Regions from separate parts of the Mus musculus genome. Here all the other regions are linked to region 1. A link is a contact called in public Hi-C data. All regions are on one chromosome and are shown on one strand. The core of a region is the stretch at or near the end of the contact, and the rest is flanking DNA. Distances in the headings are between cores, read along the strand shown. Region 1 overlaps Dlc1 (deleted in liver cancer 1). Region 2 holds the start of G630064G18Rik (RIKEN cDNA G630064G18 gene). Region 3 overlaps Dlc1 (deleted in liver cancer 1).

What was found. A called contact is a pair of places that touch in the nucleus more often than the background predicts.
Region 2: a Hi-C map of the N1E-115 cell line shows a contact between it and region 1, with 5 times the contacts expected there. The contact joins the promoter of G630064G18Rik here to the enhancer-like site in region 1. A contact is called at or near these places in 7 of 39 promoter capture datasets (the 3T3-L1 cell line, frontonasal cranial neural crest, hippocampal neurons and 3 more), 2 of 484 Hi-C or Micro-C datasets (the N1E-115 cell line and embryonic fibroblasts) and 2 of 115 datasets of contacts at active chromatin or transcription factors (embryonic stem cells and heart atrium).
Region 3: a Hi-C map of the N1E-115 cell line shows a contact between it and region 1, with 2.4 times the contacts expected there. The contact joins two enhancer-like sites. A contact is called at or near these places in 3 of 39 promoter capture datasets (the HPC-7 cell line, liver and stem cell-derived epiblast-like cells), 4 of 484 Hi-C or Micro-C datasets (the HL-1 cell line, the N1E-115 cell line, nephron progenitors and 1 more) and 2 of 115 datasets of contacts at active chromatin or transcription factors (heart atrium and liver).

What each region holds. Positions count from the first base shown.
Region 1 is chr8:36,830,876-36,835,182 of GRCm38.p6, forward strand. All of the region lies in intron 4 of Dlc1 (deleted in liver cancer 1), which reads right to left. Among named protein-coding and RNA genes, the nearest start is that of Dlc1, 120 kb to the right of the region's middle. Within about 2 kb of position 2,231, at least 16 of the 459 cell types and tissues checked have an H3K27ac peak or open chromatin away from gene starts, as enhancers often do. A contact at or near this core is called in the N1E-115 cell line and heart atrium, where this site is marked.
Region 2 is chr8:37,022,531-37,026,837 of GRCm38.p6, forward strand. G630064G18Rik (RIKEN cDNA G630064G18 gene) reads right to left here and starts at 1,708. Exons shown (of 3, transcript NR_126063.1): 1 at 1,637-1,708.
Region 3 is chr8:36,683,530-36,687,836 of GRCm38.p6, forward strand. All of the region lies in intron 5 of Dlc1 (deleted in liver cancer 1), which reads right to left. Among named protein-coding and RNA genes, the nearest start is that of Trmt9b, 230 kb to the left of the region's middle. Within about 2 kb of position 2,447, at least 25 of the 459 cell types and tissues checked have an H3K27ac peak or open chromatin away from gene starts, as enhancers often do. A contact at or near this core is called in the N1E-115 cell line and heart atrium, where this site is marked.

The DNA of each region.
Region 1 (4,307 bases), core at 981-3,480:
TCACAACTATCAATGTGAGGATGGGGACACCCATTTATTCCATTTTTGATCTTCCTTTAAGATTATGCCACACGGCATCCTTTCGAAGCATTGGATAAGTAACATCCTGCTTGCATCTGTGTAAGTCATGCATGATGAAGCAGGCTCTTTCCAGTCAAGAGTCGATCCTAAAATAGTAAAAGGATCAATCTGGTGAAGGGAACTCTCATTGTGCAAAGCCTTTTCACCTGTTCAATCTTGATGACTGGCCACTTAGCAAGAAGTGTATGTATTAGCAGAATATACATGTTATGGAATAAAGAAGAAAAAAACCCACTGGAAACCATCGGGGGCAAAAGTAGCCGAGGAGCTACACAGAGGTTTCCCACATCTGCACCATGACTTGCTAGTTTTTGGTGTCTTTGAACTAAAGTATTTTTGCTGGGGTAAGTTAGGACAGAAGGATACATCACAGAGTTCCATGACTTGACCAAAAACATCTACTAATTTGCACCTACAGTTTCAAGTCTGGGACAGCATTTTGTTTCTATTTGATATTTTTGTGCCTTTGTGCAGAAACCTGGAGCATTATAAGATGTCTATTGTGCCCCATAAATGAATGACTTGGAATCACACATGAGGGAGGGAGCAATGAATAATCACAAGTCTACATAGCAAATCCAGCCACTGAAAGATGTACACTGTTTACAAAAAGTCTTCCAAAAATGTATAATATGAACAGTTATATGGGCAGATGAAATTTGCCAGACACAAAATATCTATCCACTTCATTGAAAGGAGGACATTTATGTGGTAAGCAGTTTTGTGAAGCACTGAGTCTTCTGAGAGGCCCAACTTTAAAAACAAAGTATGTAAAAATAATAACAAGCGAATATTACATGAGTTCATTATATTTTTCTATGAAATCAGAAGCCCATGAAACAAAAATCACATATTCCTGGAGGTCTTGTCTGTCTGTCCCTTGGTTCGCATTTTTTGTGTAACCCGCACTGTGTGTCATGACGTGTCATGGAATGTTCTCTGTGAAGTTTGTGTCTTACAGTTCTGAGGACTTGCTTCAGTCTGCCCAGGCTTGGCACATCAGAGTGGCAAACTCAACTGGGTCACTCCTAAAGACAAATTCTTAGTAGTTTGGAGAAAGCAAATTTGCCTGACACTGTGACCTTCTGCTATGCATGAAGTGATATAATTTGACCAGAAGATGGCAGCATTTGGAAAGGAAAAAAAATAAACAGGCAACCCATGGGAAGGGATTAAATGTATTAGAATTTCCACAAAAACAGGAATGAAGGGCAGCAACATTATTGTGAACTGTAAGACGCTTAGTTGTACAAAACACAATTTTAACAAGAAGTCAAGAAGGTTCGTTGGTAGGAAGTAGATGCACATACATCTTACAAATATCATTTTCCTGGTTTCGGGACATTTAAGAGCTATGTATTATTCTTAAAGCTATTCTAAGAGCAGCCATCTGATTTTTTGCATTTGTTTTATTTACAACAATACTGAATGTCTCTCACCATCCTGAGAGGGTAACAGAACACTCTTTTATGTGCCTGGGTTTTATAACTTTAATTTAATGTAAAAAAATGCACGGGGTAGCCGATAGGGCTAGTCTTTGCAATACTTCTTCCAAGCATACAGTGGATGGAATTACCCATAGTTCACTGTAAGTTTGTTTCCTCTGTGAAATGCAGAAACAAACTAGGAAAATAATGAAAAAAAATCACAGGCACTGAGGGGAGCAGTAATGAAAAACTGAAATAGTTTTAAGTTGTATGCTTCATGGTTTTAAATACACGCAGTCAAGATTTTCTGACTTCAAGACAATACTTGTTTCATTTATGATCTGTCTGTCTGTCTGTCTGTCTGTCTATTCATTCATTCACTTTACATCCCAATCACAGCAATTACCTTCTGCCAGCCCCCTCCTCACAAGCCCCTCCTCGTATCCCCCCTGCCTTTCACCTCTGCAAAGCAGGGAGGTCCCTCTAATGGAACCCACCTACTCTGTCACCTCAAGTCACCATAGGGCTAAATATATCTCAAAACAATATTTTAATGACAAATACTAGTAAGTATTCTGTAAGAGAATATTATAGTCAATATTCTATTATTTCAACAAGTTTTAGAGAAATGTCCTTTGCTCTAGAGTTTGAACGTACACAGTATCCATGAGGCTGCTGCCAGTGCTGCTGCTGCTAAGACTCTGTCATCTTTACCCATCTGAGCCAGCCTGACCTAATTCTCTCGCCTGCTGCTGACTTGGCCATTAGAGAGTCAGTAAGATACTTAGCATCTGGAGAGCTCCCTGCCACTTCCAGATCTGCACCCAAACTGAACCTGCCGTGAGATACCTTCCTCATCTCTGTGCATGAGATCGCCTGACCAGGATGAAAGGGACTTCACGAGCTCTCCTTAGAGCTGACAGAAATCAGACCCAACAACAGACAGGCAAGCTGGGTGTGCTAATGCACACCTCCAAGGCCAGCTTTTGGGAAGGCGAAACAGGAGACTTTACAAGTTGAAGACCAGCCTGGGGTACATTCTGGGCTGCGGTGCAAGGCTTGCTTAGCATGTGTAAGGCCTTGGGTTTGATCCCTAGTATTGCCCTTCTGTCAGTCTAGGCAAACTGATGAACAATCGGAGTTATTATTCCTGGAGCAATACTATGATCTATTTTAAACCAGCCGTCATACGTTTGTTTTATTGTATCCACATTTGGTATGTGTAACAGGGTCATGTGTAAGTCATTGCACAAACGGCGTTGAAATATTTTGACAGGTCACCTGATAAGTATGTGTTTGGACACTATTTTTAAAGAAACTTCTTTCATATTTTCTCCCTTTTCTGCAATTATAAATCACCATACATCTTTGGGATGTCTGCATTTATTTCTACTTCTGGTTATATACAGTTTTAGGAAGGCCAAAAAGACAGCACCATAACCTTGAGGTTTTAATACCCCTCCCAAGTGTCCATTGATGATAGCATTCCGGGTGCTCATATCACGCTTCAGGATAGATCTGTGTAAAATTAAAATTGTGTCCAAACCTGAAGATGAAAGGTTTAATATGGAAGTGAATTGTAGAGTGGATTAAATCATAGAATTTGAAAACATAGGTAGAGGGAATGAACCCCCCTCAAGGATATAATAGGATCCAAGAATCAGCAATAGGGTCTAGCCGAGGGGTAGAGTACTTGACTACCAGGCAGGTGGGCTTATGTTCAGTCTCTAGTGTAAACAGAACAGTTTGTGACAGAGGAAATTCAATTTTTAGTGTCACTGAATAAAACCTGGTAGTACATAGCTGCATCTGTTTGTTTATTTGGTTGTGTGTGTGTGTGTGTGTGTGTGTGTGTGTGTAGGTGTGTGTGTGCTGGAAATGTAGTTCAGTGATGGGAAGTTCAAGGTAGGGTTCATTTCTCAGTATAGGAAAGAAAAAGAGTAGTTCAGAGGATCTGGGAAAGAATGGCTTTGAAGATAGAGTGAAAATATCAAATCAAAACAAATCTTGCCCTAACAGAACGGAGTTTGTAGGGTACCAGTCCACAGTTCAAGGCTGACGGGAGGAATTTAAGAGGGAAATGATAGACAAGGAAAGCCCAGTGAATGGTGAGTGCCCCTTGCAGTGGAAGGAACACAGGGCCATTTTTGGTCTGAGCCATAGGTGGTAAATGAGCCAAAGGAAGGAAATCTATTGATCCCAGTTGGAGTCTGGGATCTGGCAGGATCGCAGATGTTGAGCATTTGTTGTGGACCACAGTTGGATCACAGGAGACAGTGATCTAGCCACAAAAACTAAACAGAACTATGGCCAGACCTCAGAGAGGAGATGCTAAGAGTCTTATATAGTCCTTGTGGCTGTACTAGAAGTAAGTGGCCTGCAAACACGCAGCTACAAAGGCCACATGAAGAGAACTACAAATGAGGTCACTAGTGTCACCCCTAATTGCCCCAGGCATAGATGCCCTGCTTAGTCACCCTCAACATTGCCTAGAACTGGTTTGCTTGACCAGTAAGCACAAGTGGACAATATGGCTTTCAAAGCTAATGCATTAAAGCCTCCACAGTACCTGATTGGTCTCGCTAAGGTTGCTTGCTCTTGTAGGAGGGGAATGCTAGGTCTGATGGACATTCACCTGCCTTACAGAGAGGAACACGTGGTACCCGAGTCAGCCATTTTGGAAATGGATGCTCTATGTCAGTGGCTCTCAACCTTCCTAATGCTGCAACACTTTAATACAGTTCAGCATATTGTAGTGGCCCCAATAAAATTATTTTCATTGCTATTTTATAACTGTAA
Region 2 (4,307 bases), core at 458-2,957, 190 kb after region 1:
TAGTTGATCTAATTCGTACTTCCCGATAACAGTTAAAACCATATTAAATAATATTTGTAGCCTTGTATTCCTGATGCTGATGGAAATACTGTCCTTGTGTCTCTCAATGGGGAGTTGGGGTAAGCTTCATAGCCCTATTTCTGTGGAAGCATTCATTTATTAGTGATATTAGGCAACATCCACTCATTCAGTTGATACCATGCTACGGTTACTTATTCATCCATTCATGTTAGGCACCAATCTTTTCCCATTAGGAAGATTACATAAATATGTCATACTGCTCATTATGTGAACATCTTCATTCATTGCAAGCTTTGAAATATTAAAATAGCAATTCATATATTCAACTTACTGCTTTGGATAGTTTGATTAATGATTATCACTAACTTTGACCTTTACTATTTCATGAAAGATTTCCTATGGGGGTAGAAACGTCATTGCATTAAGATTCAATACTTTAATAATTAGAATATTGGATTAATTTGTACTAATATTATATTTTATACTAATATTACATTTTACATACTCAGATAGTTAAACTCCCTGATTACTAAAACTCACTGTTTATATTTTAACAGTTTGTTTAGAATTTCCTGGTGACGTGGAAACAGAATGGCTGTGGATGAAGAGCAGAGACGGAGCATCATAAAGATTAACTCGCAACACCATTGTCTTCCATACAAACACTAATAGATAAGGTGTTCACTATAAATAAAGGAAGGCCGATTTTAATTAGTTATTCTGAAGGTTTCTTGCTCTCTTCATCAAACTGACAGTTTAAACCTCCCTAGGATAAATGTTCAAGACCTTTGCCCCATTTGAGAACAGCTAACCAAGTAAATGCAAGGGATTTTAAATTAAGGTCTGCGCAATTACTTTAGGGAAGGAAAAATGAGCTTATCCATTAGTGGCATAGGTTGGTGTAAGGAAAAACATGCTGTCTGTTCATTCAATTAGCAAGCAGCCCCCAATCATTTCATTCAGTTTGATTAAACAGTTTTGAGTTTTAAGAAAGCTAAGCAATGCATTTCTCTGCAATTCTGTGACTCCATTTAGAGGAATTCTTAACTGTCCGAGGAAGCAAATGATTAGCAGAATAAAGATGAATATATTCTATGAAGAAGTTACAACAAGAAGAATAATATAAAATTGCTTTTCTAGATCACTGTAACTACAAGCCTATGTAAAGTTTGCTTCAAAAGTGAATGAATTTCACAATGTCCAAAGTCAAATTCTATAATTACATAAGGGCCATGAAAACAAAAAGTCAAACACAAAATCTAAATGTCATCATCATTTAAACCAAATAAATATTTTCACAGTGAACTGCTCAGCAGACACCATCTTTTCAAATTATTTATGAAAAAGCATCACTCCATGGTAATTTTTAAAATGTCCTATTTCCTTGTGAAATCATTATACATTTTAGGTAAAGGTTTAAGCCAATGCCAGAAAATGACACTGAATATATCAATTGTGTATATTTGTACATATATAGTTCCCTACCTGCAGACCTTATTTTCATGAATCAGATATTTTGATCACAATTTCAGAAATATTTCAAGATGTAAACCTCTCACTTGGTCATGTCCTGTGAATGCTATTTAATTTAAAATGAGCAAAAGAAAGATTTTACCTGGTTGATTCCATGCGTTGTCCTGTAGCTGAACAGAACAAGTAAATGCCCTTGCAATGCAAAGACAGTCATGAGTGAGCACAGGAGCCCTTTGAAAGGGTGGGGCTTGTCTCCAGCCATGAATTCCCAAGGGATTCTTTGCAATCAGAGAATGCTATTGCAGACAAAGTGACCATTCTTTGTTTGCAGACCCTAGTTTTGTATTTACCATCAGCTGTGGGTGTATTCATACATACATCAGTAGAGGCACTGACATATACTTCACTGAAGTTTATGCTCTCAAGAAACCCTAAGATATTCCCAGCTTAAATGGGTATATTTATATATAGCACAAATAATGGATCTCCCCCACCCCAAAAAAAACCCCAACAACCAGAATATGCTGAAGCCATTATTACACGAAAATAAGATTAATCTTCATTTTTAAAGAGGTTTTCACACTATTTCTTACCAGTTACAGCACCCCCTCCTCATTCCGCTGACAATCAGAAAAAGGCTTAACTCTAAACAGTACAGGCACCATCTGACAGTCTTGGGACTTCCTGAAGGAATGTTGTGGATAGAGACATGCAGATTTTGCCTTGAAGGTATGGAGGGAGGATTATTCAATAGTTTTGGAACCACTTATACAATTCAGGGCAGTATTACTTGTTAATATTTTCCTTTATACGATGGCTAAATTTTGCATTGCATTTTCTTCAAAATTGTCCATGAACTCATTTTGTATTCCTATGTTTCAAATCAGAAAATTTCACTTGATTACCTAGCAGCGCTCTTGTCTAACATCTATACTGTTCCTTTTGGCTGCTGTGACAGAGGTGACAGTTGGGTGCCTTAGGAGTAGAAACTTATCTCCTTACCCTCCCCAGGGCTGAAGGTCTAGGGGTCAGGGTATCGGCACCATACCATCTTTCTGAGTACTGTGACCTAGAATTTTTTTCAGGTTCTTTCTGCCCTTGGTGGTTTTCTCACAGCTTTGATATCTTCTGATATGGAGTAGGACATCTGATCTCTACCTTTATTTTTATGTGACATTCTCCTTCTGTGGATGCCTGTCTGAATTTTCTTTCTATAAGACACTGGACACTCTACCCTGGTGAACTTATTTTAACTTGGTTACTTCTGCAGACTGCTTTGGCAAAGGGATACTTTTGGAGTATCAGAATTTTGAATTTGTTGGGGTGAGTTGTAGGGAGGACACAATTCCCACAAATAATAGCACGATCTTATTCTTGTCTGCACATAAAATAAGCGCTACCTATAGAAAGGGGATTCCACTATGCATGTAACAGCTGGAATAGTTCTCTTCTGCCTTCTTTAACTTTAGCTCTTAGCTTCCCTAGGCAGTCTGCTCTGTTCAAACGACGTACTTAGAGAATAAAGCTTTTAAAGTAATTTTGCAGCAACATCCATAAAACAGAAATGCAAACGCTGATACTCTCAGCTGGCTTTCCTGCCTAACCCTCTCTTTAAGGCACAAATGAAGATTCATCTTTCTTGGTATTCATGTTGTGACTATCAGGTTCAGTCTGACAATGAGTGCTTACCATTTTGCCTCTATTTATTTTAAACCTTCTGTTAGGTCACCGTGAGCTCCATTAGAGTAAATGCTGTCATGTTGATTTCTGTGGCCAAGTGCAGGTCTTGTTACAGCTCTATGAAATGGAAGCACCTTCAGGGGAACATGAAGAATGTTTTTACTTTAAGCAAGTGAAAAATCAACATTTAGGGCAGGCTATCAGAGTGATAATCTGACAATAGTAGGAGAAACCAAATGGAGAAAAGTGATGTTGAACTGACCACATAGGGAGGAAGTAAGGTGACACATCATTAAAGACAAAGTGTGGGACTTAGCCTATGGGGGATAAATGTAAAAGCCAAGTCAATCCAAAACCTAAACAAAAAAATCTTATCTCATTGTCGTGGGAAGACACCAGAGGTAAAGTGCACAAATCTGTAAGTGTATAAAAATTAGAGCTGTGGAATGGTCCAGAAGGGACATATTCCATTAATACATTTCTGCATTACATTAATCCTACATGACAGAGATGCATGCATATGTATGGAATGTGTATTTTAGAGTACATCATAATATTTTCAAGAAAATAGAAAAAAATATAAGGGTGTATAGAAAAATTACATCTTTAGTAAATGCCAAGCAAACAGAAAATATTTCTATATGAAAAGTTTGTTGTTACTGGGAATGGTGGTGCATGCCTGATTTCCCAGCACTTGGGAGGTAGAGGCAGGCTGTGAGTTCAGTGTTATCTTTAGCTACATAGTGAATTTGTGGCTAGCCTGTGCTACAAGAACACAGGTCTCAAAAAATGATACATAAAAATGAATAAATCCTTGTTATTGAATTCAGTGGAAGTTATTGTAGATACCCATGAACTAATAAAGAATAAAATCATGTACATTACCACAGGAACATGGGTGATTTTTGTTGGGATACATACCAGCAGGATCAAGTTTTTAGCACAGATGATCTAGAAAAGGGGAAATGGAGATCAGGATTTTTTTTTCCTAAGAATACATATTTGGTTTTTTTTTTTTTGAAGAATATTTGTTGTCTAGATTTTTAAGAAAGTTGATATCCAGGCTTTCCGTTTATTGGTCTTTTCGTTGCAGTGGCGAGTATCTGAGATTATCATCATGCAGTTTTAGAGGT
Region 3 (4,307 bases), core at 1,197-3,696, 150 kb before region 1:
TCCTCTGCAAAAAAGGGAAATGACACTAGAATTTAACGTGGATAATTGAAATATTTAAACATACACATAAATAGATGATAGAGAGATGATATACAGATATATACTAGATGGCAGATAAATTATGTAAACATGCTCTATTAAACCATCACATTGGAGCCTCCTCTGCCTCCCACTGAAAGTCTGAAAGTTGGTACCTAATACCTTGCACAGTATCACTGTATATAATCAATCTGTGTTGTCTTTAACAAACAGAATACTCACTTTAAATAACACAATGATTGTTTTCTGTGATATTCTAAAGACTTCTTTTTGATTATCTGTGTGTCTGTGTGAGTGTATACGCATGTGAATGACATGAGCTACTCAGCAGGTGATGGGAAGCAAACCCAGGTCCCCTGCAACAATTGTACCTGTTCTTAATGTCTAAACTATCTGTCTAGGCACTGTGATGTTGGTTTTTCATCATTCCTTGTGCCCTTATTTTGAAGGGGACCACAAACACAGAACACTAGACTACCAATAATATTCCTCAACTATGGTAATAGGAGAACACATACAATTAACTTCATCTCAACTTAGTCTCAAAACAAACGTTGAATATTGATTAGTATAGAAGTATTCCATAATACTAATTTTCCCCTACAGGAAATATAATAAAAGAATGAGTTGGTTGTCTAAAACCATTGGAATGGCGGTGTCCAATAAACAATGAATGCTACCTTTTATTGGTCTATTAGCACTATACATATCTGAAAATAAGAGGTTTATAACCTGAAAGTTTTACTTTAGCTTTCAGGTCTTTAAAACTGGCTTCAACTATTTCTACTGTTTTAAATTTTTTCCCCAGTGGTTAATATGCCTCAGTAAAAGGTAGAGAGTTTTACATGACACATTAAAGCAGGAGCAAATCAAAAGATTTCCAAAAAATGCAAGGAATGTCTGAAACCAACCCTAATAAAAACAAAAATACACTTGAAGTATGTGCAAAAGCTATTTCTTCTCATAACCATTTACCTTAGACCACCAAAATTAACCTATTTTGGTATTATTTTGGATTTTGGAGTTATTACACCTATTGAAGGCATACAATAAGACAAAATAGTATTTAACATACAAACAATCATTTGGGCAAAAAATTGAGATCTTATTATTACAAAAAATTACTTGGGCAAAGGTGAACAGAAAAATAGTCATGCCTATATCCTGGCATGGCTGGTGGGATTCTTTAACGGAAGAAACATAAATTAAAATGGCTTGCAATCTAAAGTTGGAGATACTGGTTGGTTGAAACATGGACTATAACCAATCTGTTTTTCAGAAGGCTCCTGTTCAGTCCTGTGTCCTAGAAGACCACCTCCATGAAATCAACTGACGACGAGACTTCAGTAATGATTTGACTCTTGGCTAAAAGTAGAAAGAATCTTCTAGCAAACGAAAGAACAAATGGTGTTGACTCGGGTGTATCTGACATCTACAAAGGACAAGGACATCAAATTCAGAAAAAGATTAGAGCTTATGGGCAAGGACAGGCTTAAATGGGCTTGGACACGCGTCCTCTGGTGCACCGGAACATGGACTCAAAGCAGGAAACTTGAAGAGCCGGTCAAAGGTGAACTCTATTTTGGGAAGGCTCTGGTTTGTTCTTCCTGCTGTGCCTGCTTCCTTCCTTTTCAGCCCTTTTCCCTCTCCTGTCAGGGCAAGCACGCACAGCCCAGCAAGTGCTAGGGCCAGTTCATTAGCAGGGCTAGGAGCTCACATGTTTTCTATCTCCAGTGCTGCTACTTTCCCCATGGCCAAAGTTAATCCAGCCTATAACCGTCTTTGGCATTAAGCCATGGAAGAAAACAAAACAAATATTTAGAGTTGGAAACTTCTTTGGGAATTTTCTAGACACTTACTAGTGAAGATGAGATGCTTAGATAAAGCGCTCAGCTCTATACTCTATTTCTGCTCCATGAGTTCCTCTAACTACATCAGGAAACGAAAGACAGTTGAGGATTCTTGGAGAGGCCAGCTCTTAATCTTAACCAATTAAAGGCTGTTGCGTAAGACGGAAATGTCTGTTCCTTCTGCACCCCAGTGCAAAAGTCACTTAGAGAGCTGATATTCTGTAAAGGTGGGGCCTCTGCCTTTTTGAGTGTGACTCTTGAGTGAAAGTAAGTTTTCCTTAGATTGTTGAAGTGGTTGCAGAGCACCTTCAAAAGGCTTTCTTTTTTCCTTCTTCTTTTCAATGCTACTTCAATCTACATTATCACACTCGAATTTAGAGGTTTCCCAGCAAAATCAAGAGATTGGTTAGAGTTTAGGAAAGACTGTGAAAAGCAGGCTGGCACCTACAACAAGCAAGGGCAAATAACTTACCCACGTCTCCCTACTCAAGGGTTTCTGCATCCAGTGCTGGCTAAAACAGGTCCAAGAAACACCTATGTCACTGGGGTTGATGTGCCCACGGCTGAATCCATTTTGGCAAACAAGTCAAAGTTTTCCTCTCTGCACACAGATAGGGGTTGGGTTTTCATTTGCGGCTTGTTTGTTTGAACACCAATCAATTTGTTTAGATATAATATTCTGATTAATGTAGTGTGGACTTACATTTTGAATTTTCTGTTGTAAACTCAAAATACTTTCACATGCCATTTCTGAATAAAGGCTACTCTGTACCCTCCTTCCAGAAATAGCATAGACTAATGTTGTATAGTGAAGAGCAACACATGACGACACAGCACCTTATCCAGACTTGCCCTGTTCTTCCAATTACTATTACCAATGGGTGCTGGTAGCCTGATGACATAGCAACTTTGCAAGCACCTATGCTTTCTTATACTTGAGTACTGGCCAGCATGCATGATCAGATTTAGAACTAAATTCGAAAGTGTGAATTTTCCCTTCCAGGGCTTTTGGGGGAGATGCTAATGGTATCTTCTGATGGGTATCATGTATCTATCGGACTTACAGGCCCTACCTTTCCATAATGTGTTATACTGCTTTAAACTCCGTTATCTGCAGATGTGATCTGAATTTTGCTTCAGAAAATAATGCTCTCCATACAGGGATTGTTCTCTCTTCCTCTCTTCCTCTCTTCCTCTCTTCCTCTCTCTCTCTCTCTCTCTCTCTCTCTCTCTCTCTCTCTCTCTCTCTCTCTCATATTGACTCTGAGTCATTGGGAGTTCTGTATACACTCAGGTTTTGATCCAAGAAAGATTATGGTCTACTTTGCTATATCAAAAGATTTAATTGGTTCTGTGTTTTTATCAAGTGATTCAATTCAAAGCTGTCAGAACGACACAAACCAGAATCACAGAAACTAATATTTAGAGGAGGCTAAACTCCATGAGCAGCTTTGACAAAAACCTAGAACACAAATGGGAAATGGCTCCTTAGTACCCTGTATAAACTACAAGGATTAGGGGTGGGGCTGAGCACTAAATGTATTCTGAAGTCTCTGCTCAAAGTGATCTTATTAATTAAAATGTGTTGTTTTCTATGTCCTACCATTTATTTCATTCCAATTGCAGATTATCTCAGAGATCAGTCAGGAGAATCCTCTAGACCCAAGGGACCTTGATTTGGAAACCTGATGGATTTCTGAATGGTGGGTCTGGGCTGCGAGGACCTCATGCAGCCAAAGCTCACGCAGCACATTGGCTGTAGGAAGCAGAATTGCTGCCTCAAATGCACCACTGTTAGATTCAAGACCTGAGATGTCAGTTCTAGTGTGATGCTGAATTCTCTAACATCAGTGGCACTCCTCGGAGGCAGACTCACGAAGGTAAAATGTGACCGAAGATGAAGAAAGGCCTTGGGAGGGTTGGTGTGAACTGTTTGTCGGAGCTGATTTAATGTGGCAAATCTATTACTTTTTTTTTTTTTTTTTTTACTATTCCTTAACTTTAGGAATCATATGCAAATGAACAAGTCATAAAATAATCATGTGACATTACAAATTTGTGACTTTTGTACTTTATTTAGTACATTTTGAGTTGAGCATTTACACAGCTGGTGTTTGTACCCAAACTAGTGTTCAAACAACAAACTACTATATTGAATGTGTCCATCCTTTCATACACACACACACACACACCCCTGTGTGTTTTCAAATATAGTATATATGTATACGTATATACATACATAAATACGCAAATAAAAATAATATTGCTGGAACAAGACTGAAGAAACCCTAATGACTACATTCTCTAGGCTCTTATTCTTGTATTATTAGAGTTTTGTTGGGAGATTGTATATTTAGCACCCATGGGGTTTTGAAAAATGCTCTGTTTTTTATTGTGACTCGTGACTTCTTTTAAAAG